Regions from separate parts of the Lactuca sativa genome. Here region 1 is linked to region 2. The links are chromatin contacts, called in public Hi-C maps. All regions are on one chromosome and are shown on one strand. The core of a region is the stretch at or near the end of the contact, and the rest is flanking DNA. Distances in the headings are between cores, read along the strand shown.

Region 1 (4,531 bases), core at 1,732-4,231, 280 kb after region 2:
AATAAATTAAACTTTTAATTTAATTAAATTTAAACAATCTATGGACTCATTTATTATCTTTTAATTAATCATATAATTAAATTAATTTTTAAAATACCAAATATTATTTGACATTAATTATTTAATTAATTAATATCTAGATTTATTTATACACTTAATACAATCATATTAATAAACAATTAACTAAATTAAATATTTATCTCCTAACTTCTAGGATTTTAAATTATCATCATAGATACACCAAGATCGAATTTGGAGGATAAGTATAAAAGGAAATTATCATATAAAAGCAGATTAAATATATGAGGCACAAAATTTCGGATCTGACAGCTGAACACGCCGTGTTTAATGATCACCACGCCGTGTTGGAAGAACACCACATCGCATTTGAAGAACATAATCACGATTATGTTTTCTCCTCCTTGTTCAAGTTCATTATTGTATCAATTAAATAGAAAAGTAAACCTACTCTCTGATACAACCGATGGGTTTTTAGCATAACATACAATCATATGTGTGCATATAACCCTAAATAATTTTATCTACGTTTTCTCTAATTGAATATACAACTTGAACAACAAAATAGAAAAAACCTAGCATGTTACTATGAATTCGAAATTCACAATTTAGGTTTAGAATAAACATACATTGATTACTATATAATAATTGCAATCGAAAATCCTTGTGTTGTTGAATCCTTGAGAGCAAGCGTCACAAATGGCACGCCTCTAATGGTTCACACCCAACACTAGTAAAGGGAGATGATTGAAAAAGAGGAGAGGACTTCAAAAATTCGGCTAGGTTTTCCAAAGAAGAGGATGGCCAAAATCCATAGGGTATATCTCTATTTATAGTGCAGTCAGGAAACCCTAGCCTAAGGAGGGTTATAGTATAAGGCCAAAATCCAAGGATTATCTTAAACCGGGTAATTATCCACTTTTTTGTTTATCCTCGAAGGATAATTCTAGAATTCCGTAGGCATGAAGAAATCATCCAAACCTAATGGAAAAACCGTCCATAGCCTAAGGAGGGTTATAGATTGCCTCTTGCTCAACTATTGAATAATTACAATTCAGTCCATGCACTTTTCATTAATTTTTTAATCACAAAATTAATTTCAATTAATTTCTGATTAATTATTACTATTCAAATTAATATATTATTCTCATAATATATTAACAAATCATTTATTTCAATTTATCAATCAAATAATAAATTCAATTCTCCAAAATCATTTGTTCGGTTGCTAGTTTTGAGGGCAACCCAAAAGAACTGTGCTACTATCAATTTAAGTATATACCAATTATAGTTATGGGCTTAGACATATAATCAAACATAAACATCCTTAATTATCATCTTTTACATCTTAATCGACATTAAAGTAATCAATCCATGCATTCCAAGGGTTGGAATTGATGATTCCCTACATGAAAACCATTTGAAAAGCTTGATTTCATAGTTTCATTAAAAAAACATAAAAAAAATAGATCTTAATATAAATAAATCATCAATACTCTACTATTTAAATTCATGAATTATGACTTCAATTCATGAAAATTCTCATACTGATCCTCATCCAATCATTGAAGTTTTCATCAAAACTCTCATGGATCTTCACCGAAAATCATAATTCTCGATTCCACATCAAATGATTAATTTACATAGAACTCTTATGGATTCATATTGAGGCTTGAATCCAAACTAGAGAATAACAATTTCAATCATTTAAACACTTAGTAGTTCCATAAATGAATCCAATTCTACAATTAATGGTTAGAGTACAACTCTACAATGCCAAGGTACAACATATAAATGAATCTAGTATTTGAATCACCCAATTTCACCATTAATTGGTGGATTTAAATATTTCAATGATGATTTAACAATCTCATGGTGTTTAATAGGGTAATCTAACACTCCACAACTTGTTGGAACTGCTACATTAAGAATTCCACTATTAATGGAGCTTGAAGCTCAAAACTCAATCCAATTCCCCATTAAACCAATTAGGGGTTGGTTTAATGAAGAAGGAGAGTCCAAATACTAAATTCTTGCTTGAATATATCAACAAATCTTCAATATAAACACCATTAACAGATTTAGGGTCAAAACTCAAACCCTATGTTTGAACTCATGGAGAAGATGAGTAAAAATGATACCTCCAATCACTTTGATGAAGCTTTAGATTGACAATTCCTTCAATTCTTCACAAAACTAGCTTTAAATCTCCTTGAATCATTCAAAATCGCCATATGAGTGTTCTTCCCTCCTCTCAAACGTTTTATCATCTAATGGTAAGAGGCTCCCTCTATTTAGCTTCTAATTTTCAAGGTTTTGCATAATTACCCCTTCCTTTCTCATAATTGACACATTTTGACCAAAGATTTAAATGAACATCCATATTTTATACATTGATCACAAGAATGATTTTTCTTAGTCAAATGGTCATTGACTAGTCAACCCTTGATCTTAAGTTTTCTATTCGACTTCCACTCATTAGGTCCAAACACTTATTTTATTAAAGTAATATTATTTATTTTACAAAACTTCATTAAATAATGTTATAATACATTTATTATTTTATTTATTATTTATTTTTATCACCAAAGAAGGTGAAACTTTTAAGCCCCAAATTAGGATGTTACATGTGTTATTCACGTGGACAACTTAAACTTAACCGGGATTGTAAAGTTGTTAGTTTGAGAGACCAAAACGTTAAAATAAATAAAGAAATAAAAAAAAAAAAAAAAGTTTACAATTTTCTCTACCATGCGATCATTTCTATAATTATTTTATTTTCTAATGTTTGATCGGATTTGATAATGGTCTGAATGAATATTTACCTATTTTTAAATATTCTGAAAGAAAATAAACATATTTATATATTTGAGACAAGTGACAAGCCTATAAGAATCTATAAATTGTCGTTTATATAAGATATAGTCGAATATTAAAATTTATTCTGTTTATCAAACTCAACCCATTCTTTCTTTCCATCTCTTTTCCCTTTTTCTCACCTAAATTTTATAATGAATTAAATAATACGACTCGCACAGTTTTTGTCAGAACGACTCGCAATTCCTCTCCCTTATCTTTGCCGATCAAGAACGCAACAACACAATCCCCACATAAAGCCTAAAACTTTTACAATACTCTTCTCTTTTATCTCTACCCTATACTCTATAACCTCCAACATCTGCCTCTCTTTCAAGTCCAATTTACATTTGCCTGCGTTGATTCTTGAACTGAAGCTTTGTAATCGGTTTCTAAGTTCTGTTTGTATGATTTGTGGTGTAAATTGGAGTTTGAAGGCGTATAGTTTGATTTTATTTCCCAAATAAAGTTAACCCGATTAACTTTTCAATAATAAAGTGCGTTTCGACTTATTTCTGTTGCTGATCTTGTATGTATCTGTTTTATATGGTGGGTATATACCCTATGCCTTCAGAATGCGGTGTTGAAAATTTTGCCTGTAAGTGTTTGTGAAAGTCCTCAACGAGTGTTCGAAGATAAAAAAAAAAGTTGAAGAAAATGGGATCCGGGAATGGGTTTTACTCAACAGGGGAGTTTAATTTGGAAGCAAAGTGGTCGATTGATCCGAAGCTTCTTTTTGTTGGTCCAAAGATCGGAGAAGGTGCACATTCAAAAGTCTATGAGGGCAAGTAAGTCAACTTTGTTAACCAAAATGTCATGTTAATTCAGTAAAAAAAAAAAAAATAATTGTACTAATTAGGAAGATGGGATCTCATATCATTATTTTCCAGATATAAAAACCAGAATGTTGCGATTAAGATCATAAACAAAGGCGACACCCCAGAAGAAATTTCAAAGATCGAAGGTCGTTTTGCTCGAGAAATCGCCATGTTGTCTAAAGTCCAACACAAGAACTTAGTAAAGGTAATCTTGATCAAATATTATATCAGATCTTACAACAATTACATAAAATTCTGTATGAAAATGAATATGAATATGATCACACTACAGTTTATTGGAGCTTGTAAGAAACCAATCATGGTGATTGTAACCGAGCTTCTTACTGGTGGCACACTACGTAAATATTTATTAAATATGCGACCAAGGGGATTGTTGGATACACGTGTCGCTATTGGGTTTGCACTTGATATAGCTCGAGCAATGGAATGCTTACACTCACATGGAATCATTCATCGTGATTTAAAACCTGGTAAATTAAATTTCCCATTTCTCTTTATTACTAATATATGTTTTTTTTAATATTTCCTTTGTTAAATTGTTTCAGAAAACTTGTTGTTGACATCCGATCACAAATCTATAAAACTCGCTGATTTTGGTTTGGCAAGAGAAGAATCGTTAACAGAGATGATGACTGCAGAAACAGGAACTTATCGCTGGATGGCTCCAGAGGTATGTTATTGTTAATATACTCCTTTTGTAATGTTTTTTGTTATTCGGGGTTAAATTCGATATTTATGAAACATTGTTTTCTTATGTTTTTTTTTATAGCTTTATAGCACTGTAACATTAAGACATGGAGAAAAGAAACATTATAACC
Region 2 (4,217 bases), core at 636-3,135:
ATATATATATATATATATATATATATATATATATTAGGGTTGAAGAATTTTATCACTCATTCATATTTTGTATATTATTTGGTCTACCGTAAAACAAAATCCTAGTTATGCCACTACCTATTTATCCATGAAGTACTCAACTAAGTTTCAAATTCTTATATGTTGGTCACATTTTGTTTAGGATTAAACTAATAAACCATATTTTAAAAAATCTCAAAGTAAAAAAAAAAGATTTTTGCTACTTCAAAAGGGAAACTAATAAACCATATTTGTCCAACTACAAAATTGATGTATTTTTCGATCATCTAATGCAAATTGAAGAGCTCAAAAATTGTTTTAATAAAGTAACACCGACATTATTTACTTATATGCATTTTACGGGAATGATGTATTCAAAATGGCTAAATTTTATCCTAACGAGTTCTTTGAGCACAGATTTGGAGCATTTAAAGCAAATCTTCAAAATTATATTGTGGATGTATATATGTATAGATACAAGATTTAATAGTTTGAAGGAAATGAAAACTACGCAAAGTGATGGTTGAAATTAAGAAAGCATACTATATATCTAATGATATATCTTCTATTAAAATTAATACTAATTTTCTCCATTCCAAAATCCAAAATGAAAGGTCTATTTTTAGCAATGATGTTGATAAATAACGTTTTGCATGATAAACTAGTGATCAATTTATGAATGAGCGTTACATATCGAGAAAAATATGTTAGGTAATATTATCAACAATATACACTTATAAATTGTGTGTGAATTATGCTCTTACTGAGCCACACCTACGGATTTGTGTGAAAATTGAAACAAACTTTAACCATCTATTTTAGGATTTTGCAATAGCAATTAGGCGTCAATAATTCTCATTTTAATATGAAACATGTCATGATAATTATTTAATAGTTTTGAGTATAACAGGTTTAGTTGTATGAAAAGTCTAAAGGGGTGTCCATGTCGTTATAGTTTAATGCTTGCACGTTTTGATATCTTTTCAATGATTTGTTGGTGTGTGTTTGGTCAAATTAAAATATCTAAAGGCGAATTCATTTATGGACAATTAGTGTTTAATATAATATTACATTCTAATGACCAAGAAGAAGAATTTGTTGGGAGTAAGGTATATTCACGAATTTATTAAAGTAGTTAACAATTAATTCATTATTTTTTTTGGAAACGAAAAATGATATATAAAGAAATTAATTCATTAATTTATAATCAGAACCAGAGAAATGTTAATGCGCATACGGCATAACTTTATATTCTTTATAACTAAATTAAAAATAATACAAAACAAACAAAATTAGTACCGATCCAACAAAACATCAGAGATAGTAAAATATGTAAAACCAGATAACATTTAACTACTTACTTTTATAATTTAACTAGTTACTTGGGTATAAGATATATGCCAAAATTACAGGTTTCACATGCATCATTGGCTTATTCTAAAGAGATGGTTTATAAAATATCACATTCTTCGATAATAATAATATCATAATATATGTTGTATTGTATAATTTCTTCTCCCTCATCCTCATCATCAACTATAAATACAAGATTTTGCTGTTGCTTGCGAGCTATTATCGAACTAAGTTCTGAAGTTGATTGGACGCAAAGTAAATTTGTGAGGAATAAATGAACCTGTCTGGAAACTTAATTATTGGGATTTTGCAGTTTCTTTAAGTCAAAATATATGCTGTTTAGACTTTTAAATATCAAATAAAAGTGGTTTTGTCGAACTATAGTCAAATAGTTATTTTAGTGAATATCTTATTAGTCATTGTGGCCAAAAGGACAAAAAAACGAGATGTTAATTGTTGCCTTTTTCCAAACAACCCAAAGGCCAAAACCTCTACCTACGACACGTGAAATTGTAAATGATAAAAAGCCTTTTTTGAAAACCAAAATCCATTAACATCTCAGCCGTTCCCTTGCCCTCCAAGTTTATCCAACTCCCTCTCTATACCTCCTCCTCCGTTCGCCGTCGATACCTATTCCGGCATGGCCGCCGCTTTAGAGAACGGTACCGTTGATATTTCTACTGAAGCTGTGGTGGTCGATGATGACGTCAAGTTCGGATTCCAAAGGCAGGAGATGTACACCGAGAATCTCTCCGGATCAGTCCATCCTTACGAACGTCACGTTTTCCTTTGCTACAAGACTCGCGAAGACTGGCCTGCTCGTGTTGAATCCTCCGACTCGGATCTGCTCCCTAAGCGACTTGCTGGAGCTATCAAGGAGCGCAAGAACGATATCGCTGTTAAGGTTATTGTCGCTCACTTGTGTTAATTATTCTAATGAGGTATTTGAAGGTTTTGAGTGTTGACGAGTTTTTTTTCTATTCACGATCTGACTATTGTAGACTCTGATGACGATATTCGAGGGCGGTGCTGCTACTGGTTTGTCAGATGGAGATGTTTTGATTTTTCCTGATATGATCAAGTACAGGTATTGTGAAGTTCGCTAGGGTTTTAAATTCATCAGCTATTTGTTGTGTGTGTGCTATGTAGATTCGTTTTTTTTCCTCAGATTTCTTTTATGGCTCTCCACGAATCTACGATCTGTTGCTTTTGTCAATTTGAAAACAAAACAATAGTCGACGCCATGTGCAACATAGCGGAAATTTTTCTTTTATAGTTTTGATAGAGTTGATACTTAATATAGCATATTATTCGGTCTTGAGCTTCAAATTTGACCATGCTTATATTCCGCATCATACCTAAACTCCATTTCTTTTGCTAATATAAACAAGTGAAATTGGATTTGAAGTATAAAAACACTGAAGTTCAGTAGCCTCTGCCCTGATTAGAACTTTGTGTAAAGAGTAATGTTGATTAAAAAGGCAAAATCTATGCTAGCAAGATGATTCCTTGAATGATAATGTTAGAGGAAAGCTTCGAGAATTTGCAAAGCAATCATATATATCAACAAATTTGGAGGCCTTTGAAATGATGAAATCACACTTTCGATTTTAAACAATCTTAATTGAGGAATGAAAACATGAGAACTTTTCTTCAAAGATGATCTTATTTAGGGTATCCATTATCCAAATCTTCACATAATAGAACACATCGATATGTAGTTTACTTACTAATGCATTTGTGACTGAAGGGGTTTGGAAGAATCAAACGTTGATAGTTTTGTGGAGGAAGTGATTGTGAATGGAAAACCATGGGCTTCAGGAACACCGGAGGTAGTGACAGGTTCATACGTATTTGTGTGTGCTCATAGCAGTCGAGATAAAAGATGTGGTGTTTGTGGGCCAGCTTTAATTGAAAAGTTCAATGAAGAGATTGAAGTTAGGGCATTGAAGGATCAGGTGTTTGTGAGTGCTTGCTCACATGTTGGAGGACATAAGTATGCAGGGAACTTGATAATATATAGTTCAGTTGAAGATGGAAAAGTGTCTGGACATTGGTAAGACAATCCATAACAATTTAATTATTTTTATTTTTCTATTTGAAGCAGAGTCTATAACATTTACTTGCCAAAGAATGTATTAATTCATTCTTCTTATGAATACTTTCTTGTGTTTCTGTTGTATAAGGTATGGTTATGTTACCCCAAATGATGTGGCTGAATTGCTTGACCAACATATCAAGAAGGGTGAGATCATTGAAAGGATTTGGAGGTACGCTTTTCCCCTCTTATGTATTTAGCTTAATTGGTTTTTATTTCCCAATTCAAAAGGGAAATTAGTATTGTTAGAAGTTTGTGCATAATGTTATAATGGATATGATCCTATGACCTAAATGAAACTACTGATTAATCCTTAAAAACCATTCATATTTCATCATCAGATATTGATTTCTAGTTGATTATGTTATTAGAAAATAGAAATGAATTGATAGAAAACATTCAAATATCCATAATCATAGGTGAAGTTATAAAGGACCTTAACAATTATAAACACACAATAATGGAATAAAATTTTGGCTACTAAAGATTAGATAATTATTTACAACAGAAAAAACAAACAAATCTCTCATGGAATTGATGATTTTTATGCTTTTGCTGCTAAACGGCCAAAACACCCAAGGTCTGCATGGCCCGAATCGTCTACTGCTACATTTCTTCTCTGGCTTTCACGGTCAAGTTGATTGATTTTAAGTTCCTTCAATTTTGACTTTCTGCTCTTGACCTTCATTGACCAGCTTTGACTCTCCTTCAATTTTGACTTTCTTCTCTTGACCTTTATTGACCAGAT

What was found. A called contact is a pair of places that touch in the nucleus more often than the background predicts.
Region 1: a Hi-C map of leaf shows a contact between it and region 2, with 10 times the contacts expected there. The contact joins the promoter of LOC111883081 here to the promoter of LOC111883044 in region 2. A contact is called at or near these places in 2 of 4 Hi-C or Micro-C datasets (bud and leaf).

What each region holds. Positions count from the first base shown.
Region 1 is chr4:405,813,796-405,818,326 of Lsat_Salinas_v11, forward strand. It overlaps LOC111883081 (serine/threonine-protein kinase STY13), which reads left to right and starts at 2,982. Exons shown (of 5, transcript XM_023879446.3): 1 at 2,982-3,662; 2 at 3,765-4,183; 3 at 4,259-4,383; 4 at 4,483-4,531. The coding sequence starts at 3,532.
Region 2 is chr4:405,532,113-405,536,329 of Lsat_Salinas_v11, forward strand. It overlaps LOC111883044 (altered inheritance of mitochondria protein 32), which reads left to right and starts at 1,886. Exons shown (of 5, transcript XM_023879403.1): 1 at 1,886-2,275; 2 at 2,373-2,458; 3 at 3,122-3,427; 4 at 3,558-3,641. The coding sequence starts at 2,012.